4 separate regions of the Mus musculus genome follow, and regions 1, 3 and 4 are each linked to region 2. The links are chromatin contacts, called in public HiChIP or PLAC-seq maps. All regions are on one chromosome and are shown on one strand. Each heading gives the region's core, a stretch centred on a gene start, on an enhancer-like site or on the middle of the called end of the contact. The rest is flanking DNA. Distances are from core to core; before and after follow the strand shown. Region 1 holds the start of F630040K05Rik (RIKEN cDNA F630040K05 gene). Region 2 has its middle 38 kb from the start of Vegfa. Region 3 overlaps Gm46607 (a long non-coding RNA gene). Region 4 has its middle 8.5 kb from the start of Mymx.

The links. HiChIP or PLAC-seq counts read pairs in DNA pulled down with a chosen protein or histone mark.
Region 1: a contact with region 2 is called in an HNF4G HiChIP or PLAC-seq map of pancreatic cancer cells. The contact joins the promoter of F630040K05Rik here to the enhancer-like site in region 2. A contact is called at or near these places in 2 of 39 promoter capture datasets (embryonic stem cells and neural stem cells), 7 of 15 datasets of contacts at CTCF or cohesin (CD8 T cells, the NIH/3T3 cell line, embryonic stem cells and 3 more), 72 of 484 Hi-C or Micro-C datasets (B cells, the Ba/F3 cell line, CD4 T cells and 39 more), 41 of 115 datasets of contacts at active chromatin or transcription factors (the 230-238 cell line, the HPC-7 cell line, SST interneurons and 26 more) and 3 of 9 other capture datasets (adipose tissue, liver and pancreatic islet).
Region 3: an HNF4G HiChIP or PLAC-seq map of pancreatic cancer cells shows a contact between it and region 2. The contact joins two enhancer-like sites. A contact is called at or near these places in 1 of 15 datasets of contacts at CTCF or cohesin (stem cell-derived epiblast-like cells), 1 of 484 Hi-C or Micro-C datasets (the N1E-115 cell line) and 6 of 115 datasets of contacts at active chromatin or transcription factors (acute myeloid leukemia, craniofacial prominence, embryonic stem cells and 1 more).
Region 4: a FOXA1 HiChIP or PLAC-seq map of pancreatic cancer cells shows a contact between it and region 2. The contact joins two enhancer-like sites. A contact is called at or near these places in 9 of 39 promoter capture datasets (the 3T3-L1 cell line, the C10 cell line, the HPC-7 cell line and 5 more) and 4 of 115 datasets of contacts at active chromatin or transcription factors (the 230-238 cell line, bone marrow-derived macrophages, extraembryonic endoderm stem cells and 1 more).

What each region holds. Positions count from the first base shown.
Region 1 is chr17:45,732,995-45,736,364 of GRCm38.p6, forward strand. F630040K05Rik (RIKEN cDNA F630040K05 gene) reads left to right here and starts at 1,512. Exons shown (of 5, transcript NR_152153.1): 1 at 1,512-1,852. 1600014C23Rik (RIKEN cDNA 1600014C23 gene) reads right to left here and starts at 850. Exons shown (of 2, transcript NM_028164.1): 1 at 592-850; 2 at 1-128. The coding sequence starts at 799. The coding sequence ends at 31.
Region 2 is chr17:46,068,490-46,071,984 of GRCm38.p6, forward strand. No RefSeq gene overlaps it. Among named protein-coding and RNA genes, the nearest start is that of Vegfa, 38 kb to the left of the region's middle. Within about 2 kb of position 1,607, at least 47 of the 459 cell types and tissues checked have an H3K27ac peak or open chromatin away from gene starts, as enhancers often do. A contact at or near this core is called in the G1E-ER4 cell line, the HL-1 cell line, the N1E-115 cell line and 7 more, where this site is marked.
Region 3 is chr17:45,805,294-45,808,800 of GRCm38.p6, forward strand. All of the region lies in intron 1 of Gm46607 (a long non-coding RNA gene), which reads left to right. Among named protein-coding and RNA genes, the nearest start is that of Gm46607, 18 kb to the left of the region's middle. Within about 2 kb of position 2,203, at least 56 of the 459 cell types and tissues checked have an H3K27ac peak or open chromatin away from gene starts, as enhancers often do. A contact at or near this core is called in the N1E-115 cell line and pancreatic cancer cells, where this site is marked.
Region 4 is chr17:45,608,960-45,612,220 of GRCm38.p6, forward strand. No RefSeq gene overlaps it. Among named protein-coding and RNA genes, the nearest start is that of Mymx, 8.5 kb to the left of the region's middle. Within about 2 kb of position 1,467, at least 73 of the 459 cell types and tissues checked have an H3K27ac peak or open chromatin away from gene starts, as enhancers often do. A contact at or near this core is called in pancreatic cancer cells, where this site is marked.

The DNA of each region.
Region 1 (3,370 bases), core at 262-2,761, 340 kb before region 2:
GTCTGGGAGAGCAAGCTATCCTCACAGGTTTCAATTTCCTCCTGAGTATGACCAGGTCACTGAATTCCCACTGTCTGGCCAGGGCAAGTCCTTCTGCAGAGCCAGCACTTGAGGACTTCCAAAAGGACCTGTAGGAAAGAGGGGGTGGGAGGTCACATGTGCTGTTCATAAGGGAGCACACCCTCTTTGGGCTCACTTCCGCGAGACAGGACTCTCTCCCCCAACCCTGGACAAATGGCTTGTGAAGGATCTGTGTGCCATCGAGAGTGGCTGCCAGGATGGTGGCTATGACGGCTGGCCCAGTTGTGGGTGCCTTTGTGCGCTGTGACTGGGTGTCTGTGTCTGGAGTCACTGAGCGCTTGTTCTGTGGGGTAAGGGGTGTGGGGGTGGGGGCACGGCCTGTAGCAGGGAGGTACGTGAGGCTGGGCACGAACTGCCTCACCCACCAGGTCTACTCTTGCCAGGTACAACCAGCTGCTTCGGACCAATGCCTACCGCCTCCTCCCTTCCCTGGGCACGGCCAGGCCGGGGGGCAAATGACTTGGCGGGCACCTCCCTCACTTGGACCCACTGGGGTTAGAGCCAGCTCACCTGGGGCGCAGGCAGGGTTCCTTGCTGGTGGGTGCTCTGCCAACCGCCCCCCTTTCCGGGACTCCCAGTGGGTAGACTGGGGAGGGGGGCACTGGCCGAAAGACAGGCCCCCTTCTGTCCCACTCTGTAGATGGGTCGAACTGGGCACAGTATGCCTGATGGATAGAGAGGACAGTTCTCTGTTGAGGGCCCAGGAAATGATTTCCATGTAAATGAGATGCAAACTCCTTAATGAGTTTGCAATTAGGAGTCCAAGCCTGCCAGGCCTGGGCAATGCCTTTGGGTTTTATGAATGGGCCGGGGCCCGGAGGGGGGAGGCGGCGCGCCGGTCCGCCCCCACAGCTCCCTGTCTCCGGGCCCGCGACATGCCGCGCCGCACGTTGCTGCCTCCCGGCCCGCCGCAACTTGGCCGATCGCCAGCGGGTCAGCTGCTCCGGACCGCGCGGGAGGCTGTCGGCCAGAGTCCCCGCCACGCTGCCTGCCCGCGTCGCGTTGTGGCCGAGGACACACCCCCTGGGGCCTGGTTAGGGCTCTGTCCTCCGGCGCCCCTTTCCCCGTTATGGGAATGGCTTCTCGCTGCCGAAATAGCGAAGCTAGCCTTTGGGCTGGGAGCGCACTGGCTCCTAACTTGTAGGGCTGTACGTGCGTGACCTTGGGCAGGGTGCAAACAGAGGTGACAGAGAGGAACCAGTTCTCACCCTAGAGTTCCTGCATCTCTCTAGCTCCCTTCTTTGGTTTTCTCCTGGCTTGCTCTCAAAGGTGATTCCCACCAAACCCAGGGCACCTGCTTTGTTGTATACAAAGCTGCCCCCTGTCTGTTCCGGGCCTGGGTTTGCCTTGGGGTTGAAAAGAAAGGCCTTCTAAGTGAGTGCGTGTGCAGGGGAGAGTTATGGTCCCCCAAGACTCACCAGATTGACAGTGTAGAGTCTTCTTTCCCCAAAGCTTCCTCCCCTCCCCCACTGCTTTCAGAGTAGATTAACTAATTACTTCCAATTAAAGCCGGTAGATCTCTGTACCTCCTGGGCTTCAACACTGCCCCTAGGAGTCTCCCTAGGCTGCCTGGGTCTGAAAGGGACCTGGCCACTTAGGGGGATCAGTGAATCAGTTAAGTAATGCAGGGGGCCACAAAGGAAGCCCACTGGGTCATGTGCTTGACGGGGAGGGCTGCAGACAAGCCTGGCCCTCTGGCTGCAGCATGGAAGTGTGGCCCTGCTTCAGGCCCTAATGGGCCCGGGAAGGTCAGGAGCTGCCGTCTTTGGAGGTAAGTCAGCCGGGTGAAGGTCCTGTGCAGATGCCCAGGGCTAGAGAAGCAACCACCAGAGGATAATCCAGAAGCCACCAGTCCTTGGGGACACTCGTAGCCTCCCTCACCCAGGATGTCCCTCCTCTGCCTTCCAAGTGCTCCACCCTTCACTGGTCTCAGCACTAGCCCAGCCCAGTCCATCCCAGGCCCCACCCTGACCCCACGTGTGGGACGTGAGGGGAAGGATACCTGGCATCAGAGGTAGGGCGATGGGTTGTGACCTAAGTCTCACCTCTGGACAAGCTGGCCTGTCTTGGTCAGGCAAGCTCATGCCAAGATGTGACTCAGGGCCAGGGCCTAATTCTATCTTGAGTTCTGCTGTAGCAGGGATCTGGGCTTGGATCTCTGTGTGTATGTTTCTGGCTTGAGGTGCCCTCTCTCTCTCAGCTCTTAGGTTCTAGGGTTCTGGCTATAGCTGCACCTTCTAGCACGTTGCCCTGGTAGGAGGTGGCAGGAAAGGCTTTCTGGCAGGAATAAGAGTTTCAGGGGCAGAGGGCAACTGAGCTATTCAGGGCAGGAAGTGCCACTTCTGGGGTGTTAAAAGTCTGTTTGCCAGCTTGCTTAACCCCTAGGTCCATATAAAGCGGGTCACAACTTCCTCACATCTAGGGTTGCTTCTTTATGTATGCTCAGGTCAGTGACAGGGCAGCTTAACGTTTTTACTTGTTTCTCTGTCCCTTGTCCCCCTTCTCAGACCTTCCCAAAGATCTGTAGGACTCTGTTCTTTCCTGCATTTCTTTCTGGCCAGCAGAGGGCGCTGCCCAAGGACTGAGGCCACCAGGGAGGTGGGTAGAGAATCCTTCCTTGTGTAGGGCTAGTAAGTCCGGTCTCCCTGGCCTGTCCTCCCCACCCCCCCAGCTGCCCCCCAGGAAGTTTGCCTTTCTTTTTGATGATTTAGACTTAACCTGTCAGAGGGTTCGAAGTTAGACAACAGGATGAACCCAGGTGGCTTTGGGCAGGAAAAAGAGCTTGAGGGACAGAGATGCCTCTCCCAACATCTTAAATGGGGAAGGCGCACTGGAGATGGCCGGCTTTCCTTCCCTGACCTTGGAAGAAGGGTTGGGAGGGGCTGCATAGACTAGCTGGTGTCCCACCCTGTGGGAGGGACTGCTGTGGACATCTGGGCTACATCTGGGATCCTGGCAAGACAGCTCATGGGTTATAGGATTCAGCCCCTGGTGGTCTCTCATTAGGCTCCCGGGGAACCCTTTATAAACAGGTACACACCTGCTACAATGACCTGTAGTTGTAACACCACCAAATTCGGGCCGACTCAGTTATCCTGGGCAGCAGCAGGCTCCACTAGATCTTTCTGTCTCTGGTTGGGGCAGGGGTGGGGGTGGGAGCTGATACTGGCCTTATGTCCTGGGGTCCATTCTGCCCTCCAGGTGGGTAGGAGGGAGGATTGAGTGTGGCCTCAGCACCTTTCAGAAACTCTGCCTCATGGTAGGCCGAGTGGGGAAGGGGTTACAGTTG
Region 2 (3,495 bases), core at 357-2,856:
CAGGGTTTCACTGTATCGCCCTGGCTGTCCTGGAACTCACTCTGTAGACTAGGCTGGCCTCTAACTCAGAAATCCGCCTGCCTCTGCCCCCCAAGTGCTGGGATTAAAGGCGTGCCCCACCACTGCCCAGCTCTTTTTATATTTTTAACTTGTTTTCTTAATGGTTACCCTGGAGTTTCAATTACCCTAATTTGTAACAAGTTTGTTTTCATAATATCAGTTTAGCTTCAACTGCATACTCATACTCTCTTCCTCCACTTATCTATCCCTCCCCTTTTACTTTCTTATGTTTACAGATTACATCTTTTGATATTTTATTCCCCCATTCGTGGTTTGTAATACTATCTGAGACAGTTGCCTTTTAGATCAAAGAACCATCTGACTACTGGGGAAAGTTTCAAAGGTAGAGGACCTAGAGAGTTAACTCAGTAATTAAAAGCACGCACTGGCTACTCTTCTAAAGCACCTGTGCTCAGTTCCCAGCAGTTTCAGGGGATCTGACACTCTCTTCTGACCACTGAGGGCGCCAGGCACAGATGTGGTGCACATAAACACACACAGGTAAAATATTCATACATATAAGATCAAAAAAATAATTAAAAATAAAAAGTAGCCAGACAGTGGTGGCACATACCTTTAGTCCCAGCACTTGGAGGCAGAGGTAGGCAGATTTCTGAGTTCAAGTCCAGCCTGGTCTAAAGAGCTAGTTTCAGGAACATCCAGGGCTTCACAGAGAAATCCTGTGTTGAAAAAAATAAACAAAAATAAACAAAAATAAAAGTAAATTAAAAAAAAAGGTATTTCTTTGGTAGAAGGGCACAGAGGGAAGTATCTGGGGAGGAGGGGCACCCCAGAGACACCTCCAGAACAGCAAACCCTGGGATTGGAATTGTGTTTTGAAGACTGAAAAATTACCTTGTAAATCTACAGGAAAAGATGTCAAAATGTTTCATTTAGGGGGGGAAAAAAAGCAAGTTACCAAGAAGCATGGTGACCCTAATTTTTGTGACTATGCGTGTATTTACATGTATTTAAAGGCGTATGAGTATCCACGCACAGAAGCCCGTTCACAGCTATAATAGTGGCGCTCTGCCGGTTGTCTCCAGCTGTTGAAGCGATGGGAGGAGGGAACCTTGTCCCGTCATTCCCTAGTGCATGCTATACTGTTTGTCCTGTTTACAATGAACACACATCACTTTTGTAACCCCGGGAAAGGGACTCATACTGGGGTTTTGTTTGTTTGTTTGTTTTGTGTTTTGTCCCCCACCCCACCCCGAGGGGTCAAAGGGATGAGGAGGCACTCACTGTGCTGATGGATGCCTGGGAGGCAGAGGGAACAGCTCGGGCAAATGCCAGACACAAAAACACTCCCTGGTACAGGAAAAGCAGCCCCGGGGCTGCCTAGAAAGCCCTGGAGCTGCTGGGAAACAGGTGTTTCCAGGGACCCCTTTATCCAGGCCTTTCCCAAAAAAAGAGTCCCTGCTTGGCATAAGGGCAGGAGAGCAATACTGATTTACAAGTTTTGCTTTATGTATGTGTTAAGCGAGTTAGTCACTGTGGGGAGAGAGAAAGCCCAGAGGCTGGGAGGCCTACAAGAGAGACTGTCGCAACAATTAAGAAAGAAAAGATGGAGCTGGAGGTGAGTCAAGGCTTAGGAGAGAGAAATAGAAATGGGAGATAAGGGGAGGCCAGACCCAAAGACTAGTTAGCCCAAGTCTGTTTGCACAAGGGTTCCTTGGCTTTGGCCCTGCCTGGCGTGTCAGTGGCCACGAGCCAGGTCAGGGGATGATCAGGCTGCAGATCACTGCGAGGTTGCTGCTGATTCATGATGATGAGCAGGAAAATCCCTCCCATCAGCAGAGTTCGGTCGGTCGTCCTTAGCAACTTGCAGAGCCCCCTGACTTCAGTCTCCCGGCATAGCAAATGCAGAGATGGCTCAATGGGTAAAGGCGCTTGCCTGCCCCAGGCTGACAACCTGAGTTTGACCCCCAGAACTCCCAGGATGGAAACAGAGAACCAACTCTTGAATTTTTCCCTCTGCCTTCTTACATGCATCACCATGACATTGTGTATGAATATACAACGACAATGACGATGACGACGATGTGATGGTGATGATGATGATGATGATATATTCAATTTCTGTTCCTTGTCTTAAAAATGAAGCAGCCAGAAGAGGGAACTCATCCAGAGCAAGACCCAAACACTAAGCCCGTTTCCCTATGCACACTGCACACAGCGAGTAGCTATTGCTCTTCCCAGAGAGCCAGTACAACTCTGTGCTTGCTTTTTGCTCTATGTAACCTCAGGCAGTCCACACAACCTGTGTCTTGGACTGCCTTTTGTTTTGTTTTGTTTTGTTTTGTTTTGGTTTGGTTTGGTTTGGTTTTTGTTTTTGTTTTTGTTTTTGTTTTTGTTTTTGTTTTTGTTTTTGTTTTCGAGACAGGGTTTCTCTGTGTAGCCCTGGCTGTCCTGGAACTCACTCTGTAGACCCTGTAGACCAGGCTGGCCTCGAACTCAGAAATTCGCCTGCCTCTGCCTCCCAAGTGCTGGGATTAAAGGCGTGCATCATCACGCCTGGCTTTGGGCTGTCTTCTTTAACACTGGGGGAACGGTACAGATGTTTTGTGTGTTTCTGGAAAGATAAAGACACGATCTGGGTAAAGAGCTCAGAAGAGGCCTGGTAGTGGTGATGCACGCCTTTACCTTGGCACTCAGGAGGCAGAAGCAGGTGGATCTCTGAGTCCAAGGCCAGCTTGGTATACAGAGTGAGTTCCAGGACAGCCAAGGCTACCTAGAGAAACCGTGTCTCAAAAAACAAAAACAAAAACAAAACCTAAAAAACAAAAAACAAAAAACAAAGCTCAGAAAAGACTCGAACATATAAGTGACCCATAAACACAGGTGTCCCAAAAGATCCTCTACAAAGCATTGTGGGAGTCCAGCTCCGCGTCTTAGCCAGGCGCTTGTCTTACTTCTCTGACATCTGCTCCTGGGTCCAGCCTTGAACTCTGCCTCACTGGTCTGGTCTGCCAGAGCTTCGGGCTATTTTCTATGACTACTCTTTCTGTCCACTATCATGCACCTTAGTGCTAATTTGTTTGCTCTGTCAGAGAGTCAGTTATCAAACATATCAGATCCTGCTCTGGACCATTGCTAAGGGCTAAAATGACAACAGAAATTATGGCCTGGGCCTTCCTTCAAGGAACTTCAGCTCCTTGAGTCCCTCCTGTGATGACTCACTAAAGACGCACTGAGCACTCCTCTAGGCCACACACAGGCGCTCTGTTTCTGGTTTCTGTTGCCTGCATTTGGATACAAAGAAATTATTCACCTCCAGGAGCTACTTAGTTTCCAATCTTTCTCTCATCCTTTCCTCCCAGGTAACTACCTTGTGCCCACAGTCTACACAGAGGCAGCAACCCAGACTGTAGAGAATTCTTCCCCGTCTCCCCTGGCTGAAGGCCTGGCACTGGTTCCCAGAGCCTACGTACA
Region 3 (3,507 bases), core at 953-3,452, 260 kb before region 2:
AGCTCCCCTTGGTCCAGTGCTGCTGAGGCCACGGATGGCAGCGGCGGTGGGTAATTAGAACGCATCAGCCGTGGCCCAGCGTCCTGTAATTTCTCCCTTTTCATGCGCTCTGGTGTGATGTACGAGGTGAGGCGATGGCTGCTCCGCCGTGAGTCACCTTCGGAATCGACGCAGGGACGCAGGGGGCGGCAGAGGCCACGGAGAAGGGACTCCCGCGGCAGAAGGCCAAGGGTCACCTGCCGGCAGGGCTCTCGGCCTGGCCTTCCCTTGGGGAGCCTTGCAGCGGGGAGCAGTCCCACCTGCAGGGGGCGCCCTGAGACGGTTATCCTCCCCCCCCCCCAAGTTCCGGGGCGTCTTGCCACCCGAAGGCAGGTGCACTGAAGAAGAGTCGGGCAAGTGCATTGCAGTTCCTCCTAGGCTGGGATGCGACAGGTGTCAAGTCACAGTGCAGAAGGAAGGGGCTGCGAGTTCTGGCCCAGCTCTGAATCAATTCGGGAGAGCAAGGGGAGGAGCCAGCGGGGGGCTACCTCAGGGAGGGGAGTTTATTTATTAGCCAGATTAGCCCGCATTAATGGGGGCGCGGTGGTGGCCGGCGGCAGCGGGGACATAGCTGGCATAGCTGGCATAGCGGCTGGGCCTCCCGCGGTGCGCGCTCTGGAGGCTTCAAAGGGGCTTAAAGAGGCCCCCGGTGGCACTGCCATGGCCCCTCCGGGGAGGGCGTGGGCGGCGGGGGAGAAGGCCAGCATTGTGCGGGAGGATTAGGGATCTGGCCTGGAAGGAATTTTAAACTGCTACAGCTGAGCCCCAGGAACCACGCTTCCCCCAACACACACACACACACACACACACACACACACACACACACACACACACAAGCACACACAAACTTGCACGCACACACACACATATACAGTAGTCATGAGGAGCTGTGTTTGTCTGTCTCTCTCAAGCTGGACACTTGCTTGTTATTTGGCAAATAACACAGGCTATCCAGTTACATAGAATGAAGCTAAGTATAAGTATATCTCAAATGCTGTATGGGATATACTTATGCTAGGATATTTGTTGCCTTCTCTTCAGCTTAACTGGATATCTTCCACCCCCTCTAGCAGGCAATCCAGATACTTTCCCTGTGCCCAAAAAACATGTTTTTGGAATCCAGGATATTCGTAGTTCCCTGAGGGCAGGAGTCTCTGCCCCTTAGACTGAGAAGCAAGCTTTGGTCCATCAGAGCAGAGCTGAGAGTGGTGTATCTTTCCCACCAGACTGGGAACTTCCTGAGGTCAGGGGTTGATTTTTACCAGGCGTTTTAGAGAGTTTCAGGGTTAGCATCTGTTTCTAACCATGCCTGATTGTCCCTGGAGCAGGCTCTGTGGATTGCTGGAGGCCTCGTCTCTCCCAGAGCAGCGCTGGTGATCCCTGCCTGTACTAGTGAGTGTTCCTGACCACAGGAGGAGCCAGGGGCCTGGAGGATTGCCTTCCAGATGGGTCCTCCTTCTAGGAATCCAGCGTGGAGGTGCTCTGGAATGCTGAGCCTGGGAGTTTGGAGAAGAGCGTCCACATCCTCTAAGCCTTCTAATCTGTCCCTGGTCCTGGCCAGGGCTCTTGAAGGCCGCGTCTACCTGTTCCCAATTAGGTTGTGGAGAGAGTGAGGTTTGGGGGAGCTCTGAGATCTGGGTACCCAAGCTTCATGCCAGTCAAGTGTGCCTTGGTGCAGTGGTCCTGCTGGTCTCCTGGCTGCCCATGAGCATCTCAACAGATTGCCAGCCTTCTGTCAGCCTCAGCCATTCCCAAGGCCTTTGCTCCTGTCTGTGGTCTCCTTGCCTCTAGTATGCTCTGCACCCAGGGCAGCTGAAATCTTCATCAACCCGGACCACTCAAGGAGCCAAACAGGAATCCAAGGCTGCAGGGATGAGGTGGGGGTGGGGTGAGCAAGTCAGGGGAGCAGAGATAGGAACTGTGGTGTATCCCTTGCTCCTGCACCCCTCCTAAGGCCCCTCATGCCTCAGGGCATCTGAACTCTTCCTGGAAGCCGAGGGAAGGCCCTGGAAAGCCCTTTCCCACGGTCACAGCCTCAGCAACCCCCCCACTCCCTTGTTAACTATAGCCACCCCAGGCTTGCCCTCTGCAGGGTGCACCCACCCTATTGCTGAAGGCCTCCTCCTTAGGCTGAGTGCTTGCCGCCACCCGCCCGCCCGCCCGCCCGCCCGTGGTATCATCACCCCACTCCTCAGGCCGCCCAGTCATCAGGTCAGCAATTAGCTACTTCCTCCCAGCCACATGAGGCCACCAAACGTCACAGCCCCTCCTCCAGCCTCTGCTGCCAGCAGCAGGAGTGCTGGGGGTGCCCCCCACCCTTTGTAGTCAGTGCCAAGTCCTGGCTGCACACCCCCTCCCACAACCTACTGAGTGCTGCGGTAATGAGCTCCCATCTAGGAAGCTGGAAGCCGCCTGGCTGCCTCCTCCTGTCACCCCATTCTGTGGCCTGGGTGGGGCAAAGCTGTCTCGAGGGTGCTGGCAGCGGAGCTTGGGCAGGGCTGGAGACTTGGGTGTCCCTGACCCCACTTGTAAGTGGTTCCTCCTGGGGCCCAACAATCTGAGAACTGATAATGGCAAGTCTAGGAGAAGAGACAGAAAAGGGGGACACCTTCAGATGCCTCGGCATGCTCCTCAGGAAGTCCCCGTAGGCTCCCACACCCAGACCTAGGCATGCCCACAAGTACAAGCTGTTCACAATCCATCCGTCCTGCTGCAGTGGGGGATCCATGTACTCAGGCAGCAAGCCCATCACATAGCAGTGCCAGAATCAGGACCTGTAGAGGAGTCAGGGTTGAGGGAGGGAGAGGCAGACCATTGATGCTCCTGTTTGGGTTGGGGTGGGGGCGGAAGATATGATTGTCAGAGAGAATTAAAAATAAATCCAACGAATGTGTGTGATCTTAGATTACTTGGGAACCTGGAGTGGTTGAGTTTGAATAATACAAGGAGATGGGAAAAAAAAAAAAAAACAGAACTTGGTTGGAGAGTTGGGGTCTTGGTTCAGGGCTGGCCCCACATTGATGTAATGATGGGGGACCCTTTGGTATCCCATTACTCGGGTTTGTGGAGGTGAGTTTGCCTTGGGAGGAGGTGAGGCTGCCTGCCCTAGTCTTTTCTTGATTCCTGGCATCCAACCCCGTTTAGATGAAGGGCACAGGTGAGGGATGTGGGGGCGTGGCCAGATGCTGCCCTGATTGGCTTGGGGGTGGGGCCCAGGAAGGGTTGTCTACCTGCCCCACCCCTGAGTGGCTCTCTAACAAGTAGCCAAGAGCTGGCTTCTTGTCCTGGGAGGGGATGAGTCACCTAGCACCTCCCTGACCAGGTAAATGAGGCAGTAGGGGTGGGAAGCTGGGTGGAGGGGTTTTCTAGGAACATTCCTGGAAGGGAATCTGGGAATCGCCACTGCTGTGGGAACCACCTGCCTACCTGCCTGCCTGCACCTGCATCTTGGCTCAATACACCCTCCTC
Region 4 (3,261 bases), core at 217-2,716, 460 kb before region 2:
AGCATTCCAGAGCTGAAGGCAGAGGATCAGAGCTTAAGGGCTGCTGGTGTCATGTGGTGATTTCATGAGTTCAAGACCAGCCTCGGTAATAAAATAAAAATAAAAAATTTAAAAGGTTCTCAAACATTAACATCACCAACCTATAAAAAATATAAACAGCTGGATGTGGTGGCGCACACCTTTAATCCCAGCACTTGGGAGGCAGAGGCAGGCAGATTTCTGAGTTTGAGGCCAACCTGGTCTACAGAGTAAGTTCCAGGACAGCCAGGGCTACACAGAGAAACCCTGTCTCGAAAAATAAAAATAAAAATAAACAACAACAATAACAACAAACTGGGGTAAACCTGGTGGTTGTGGGGCTAGCCTTTTATCCCAGCAGTCCTAAGGCAGAGAGACAGGTGAACTTTGTGAATTCCAAGTCAGCCTGGTCTACAGAGCGAGTTCCAGGACAGCCAGAGGCACACCGAGAAACCCTGTCTAGAAAAAAAACAAAACAAAACAAAACTGTAGTTCACGATGAGCTAGTTTCTAAGTTTAGGGGGCTCAACTAGTTGAGAAGATCCTCAATGCTGGGCTCAAAGCTTGTTTCCCAAATTGTTTCTGGTCGCGCTTTGGGAACCACGTGGCACCAAGGTCAACGCAGTGTGGTTCGTTATCTCTCCAGATTTTCGATCAGGTCCCTCCAGCCTCGGTTTGCGGGGCTTCCAGAGAGAAGCTCCTGGTTTGGGTGACACTGGAATTAAAAAAAAAAAAAAAAGGCGGGACAATTAAAAAGATCCAAGTTGGATATGGCAGCTTACAGGCTGCTGGGAAATCTTTCATTTCTTTAGTCTCTATTGCTTTAGAAGTTTGTTAAATTGAGAGACACGAGTGTTTCATTAGAATATCTTCATTTTTGCCAGGCCAGTTAATAACCGCAACAGAACAACGTGAACAAAAAGCAGGCTTGGAAAACTCCCTCTGGGAACCCCCAAAATACAAAGAGCCCCGAAGCGTAATACCTATGAATGCTGTGACACTGCCCCCCACCCCCGACCACGTACACAACACAGTAAGTCACACTGCGCCTTTTCCAACCTCAGCTTTCATAGCTGGCTATATATATATATATATATATATATATATATATATATATATATCTTCCCAATTCCTGTCTCAAGCAACTATGGAGTAGCTCCAAGTCCCTGGGCTGGGGAGACCCAGAGAGGAAACAGGCTTTTGTGTCTAGCAACAATGAGAAAATCAAGCAGGGGGGTGGGGCAAGGAAAGACAGTGGCTGTGTCTGAGGAATGTGTTTAATCTTCATCCTCTGTCTCTCTCCACCCCATCCTGGGCTTAACTTCCCTGTGCACCTCCTTCTCTTCTGTTCAGCAGTAACCTTCCCTACTGGATCCCCTTAGCCTGCCTCTAGCATTTTCGTTGCTGGTAAGAACACTGCCTTAAGACCCATCCACCGGCAAGCACCAGTCCCTGACACTATTCACGATAGTCTGTTATGCTTGTTGCCAGGAGCATGTTGTCCTCTGAGAGGCTCCACCCAGCAGCTGACTCAGACAGATACAGACACCCACAGCCAAACAGTGGATGGAGCTTGGGGACTCTTATGGAAGAATAGGAAGAAGGATTGTGGGGCCCTGAAGGGGATAGGAACTCCATAGGAAGATCAACAGAGCCGACTAATCTGGACCCTTGAGGCTCTCAGGGACTGAACCAACAACCAAAGAACCTGTATGGGCTGGACCCAGGCCTCCCTGCATATATGTAGCAGATGTGCAGCTTGGTCTTCATTGGGTCCTGAACAACTGGAATCGGGGCTATCCAAAAAGCTATTGTTTGTGTGTGGGATATGTTCCACTAGCTGGGCTGTTTGTCTGGCCTCAGTGGGAAAGGAAGCACCTAGCCTCACAGAGACTTGAAGTGCCAGGGTGAGGGGCTACCCAAGGGCCCCAACCAGCTCAGAGGAGAAGGGGGAGGGGAGATGGAGGAAGGATTGTGGGAGGGGCTGACTAGGAGGGGAACAGTGAGCAGAATGTAAAGTGAATAAGTAAGAAAAAATAAAATTAAATTGGAAAAAATAAATGCTGGCAGAAACCAGTTTCTTCCAGCTCCTGGCTGAGCCTCGCACAGTGGTGTAATCTTCCTGGCAGGAGAAAATATCTTCTAAAGAGACCCTCCCTTTGACTATCAAACTATTGCGATAACGGACCCCCAACCAGGCTGGGAGGGACAAAAGACTGAGGCTATCAAGAGGCACCCCTGCCCCATCTCCCCAGAGATTCCACACAGTTCTGACAACTCCTCAGATCACCAGAAAGACAGCATGGAGCTCAGACAATGAGAGGTCTAGGGCGGACCTTTGCCAGGGCTGCTCAAGTGTGCATTCTTTTGTCCTTCTATGTGGCTTTGGTTTTGATAACTTGTCACAAATGTAGACATATCTGGGACGAGAGATCCTCAATTAAGAAAATGCCTGTGGGCTGGAGAGATGGCTCAGAGGTTAAGAGCACTGGCCACTCTTCCAGAGGTCCTGAGTTAAATTCCCAGCAACCACATGGTGGCTCACAACCACCTGTAATGGGATCTGATGACCTCTTCTGGGGTGTCTGAAGACAGCGACAGTGTACTCATATATATATATAATAAATAGTAGTATCCTAGAAAGGTAGCTGGAGTCGAACCTAAAGAGTGAGCCATTAGGCAACATTCCTCCATGGCCTCTGCTTCAATTTCTATCTCCAGGTCCTGTCCTGATTTCTCTCCATGATAAACTAGAAGCTGTAAGATGATGTAAACTCCTCTAAACATTGCTTCTGGTCATAGTGTTTATCATAGCAGTAGAAAGCAAGCTAGAACACTTTCTGTTTTAAACTTAAAGTCATGCCAGGAACCATGACCATGGACTTGGGAGCTAACTGGTCCTCTGGGTTTCTTTTCCCTCCTTCAACATGTGGACACATTGAACACACCCTTCTTTACTTAGCTTTTTATTGTTAATCGATCATGTTTATACTTGGCCTCTTGGAGACTAGTGACTAAGGACAGCCCGTTAGGGCTCCCAGGCCTCAGACTTACCCTAACACCATCACTAACAAAGGGTCTGGTTTGTACTTTCAGACCTGGGTTTCCCATAATCGCGAGGAAATGAGGTGGGGGTGAGGGTGGGGGAGGGCAGGAAAGAGCAGGCTGCTTTGAGGACCTTCTGTTTCCTCAAGGTCAATTTAAAAAAAATGCCCATATTTGGCATTCTGGAAACCCTCACGG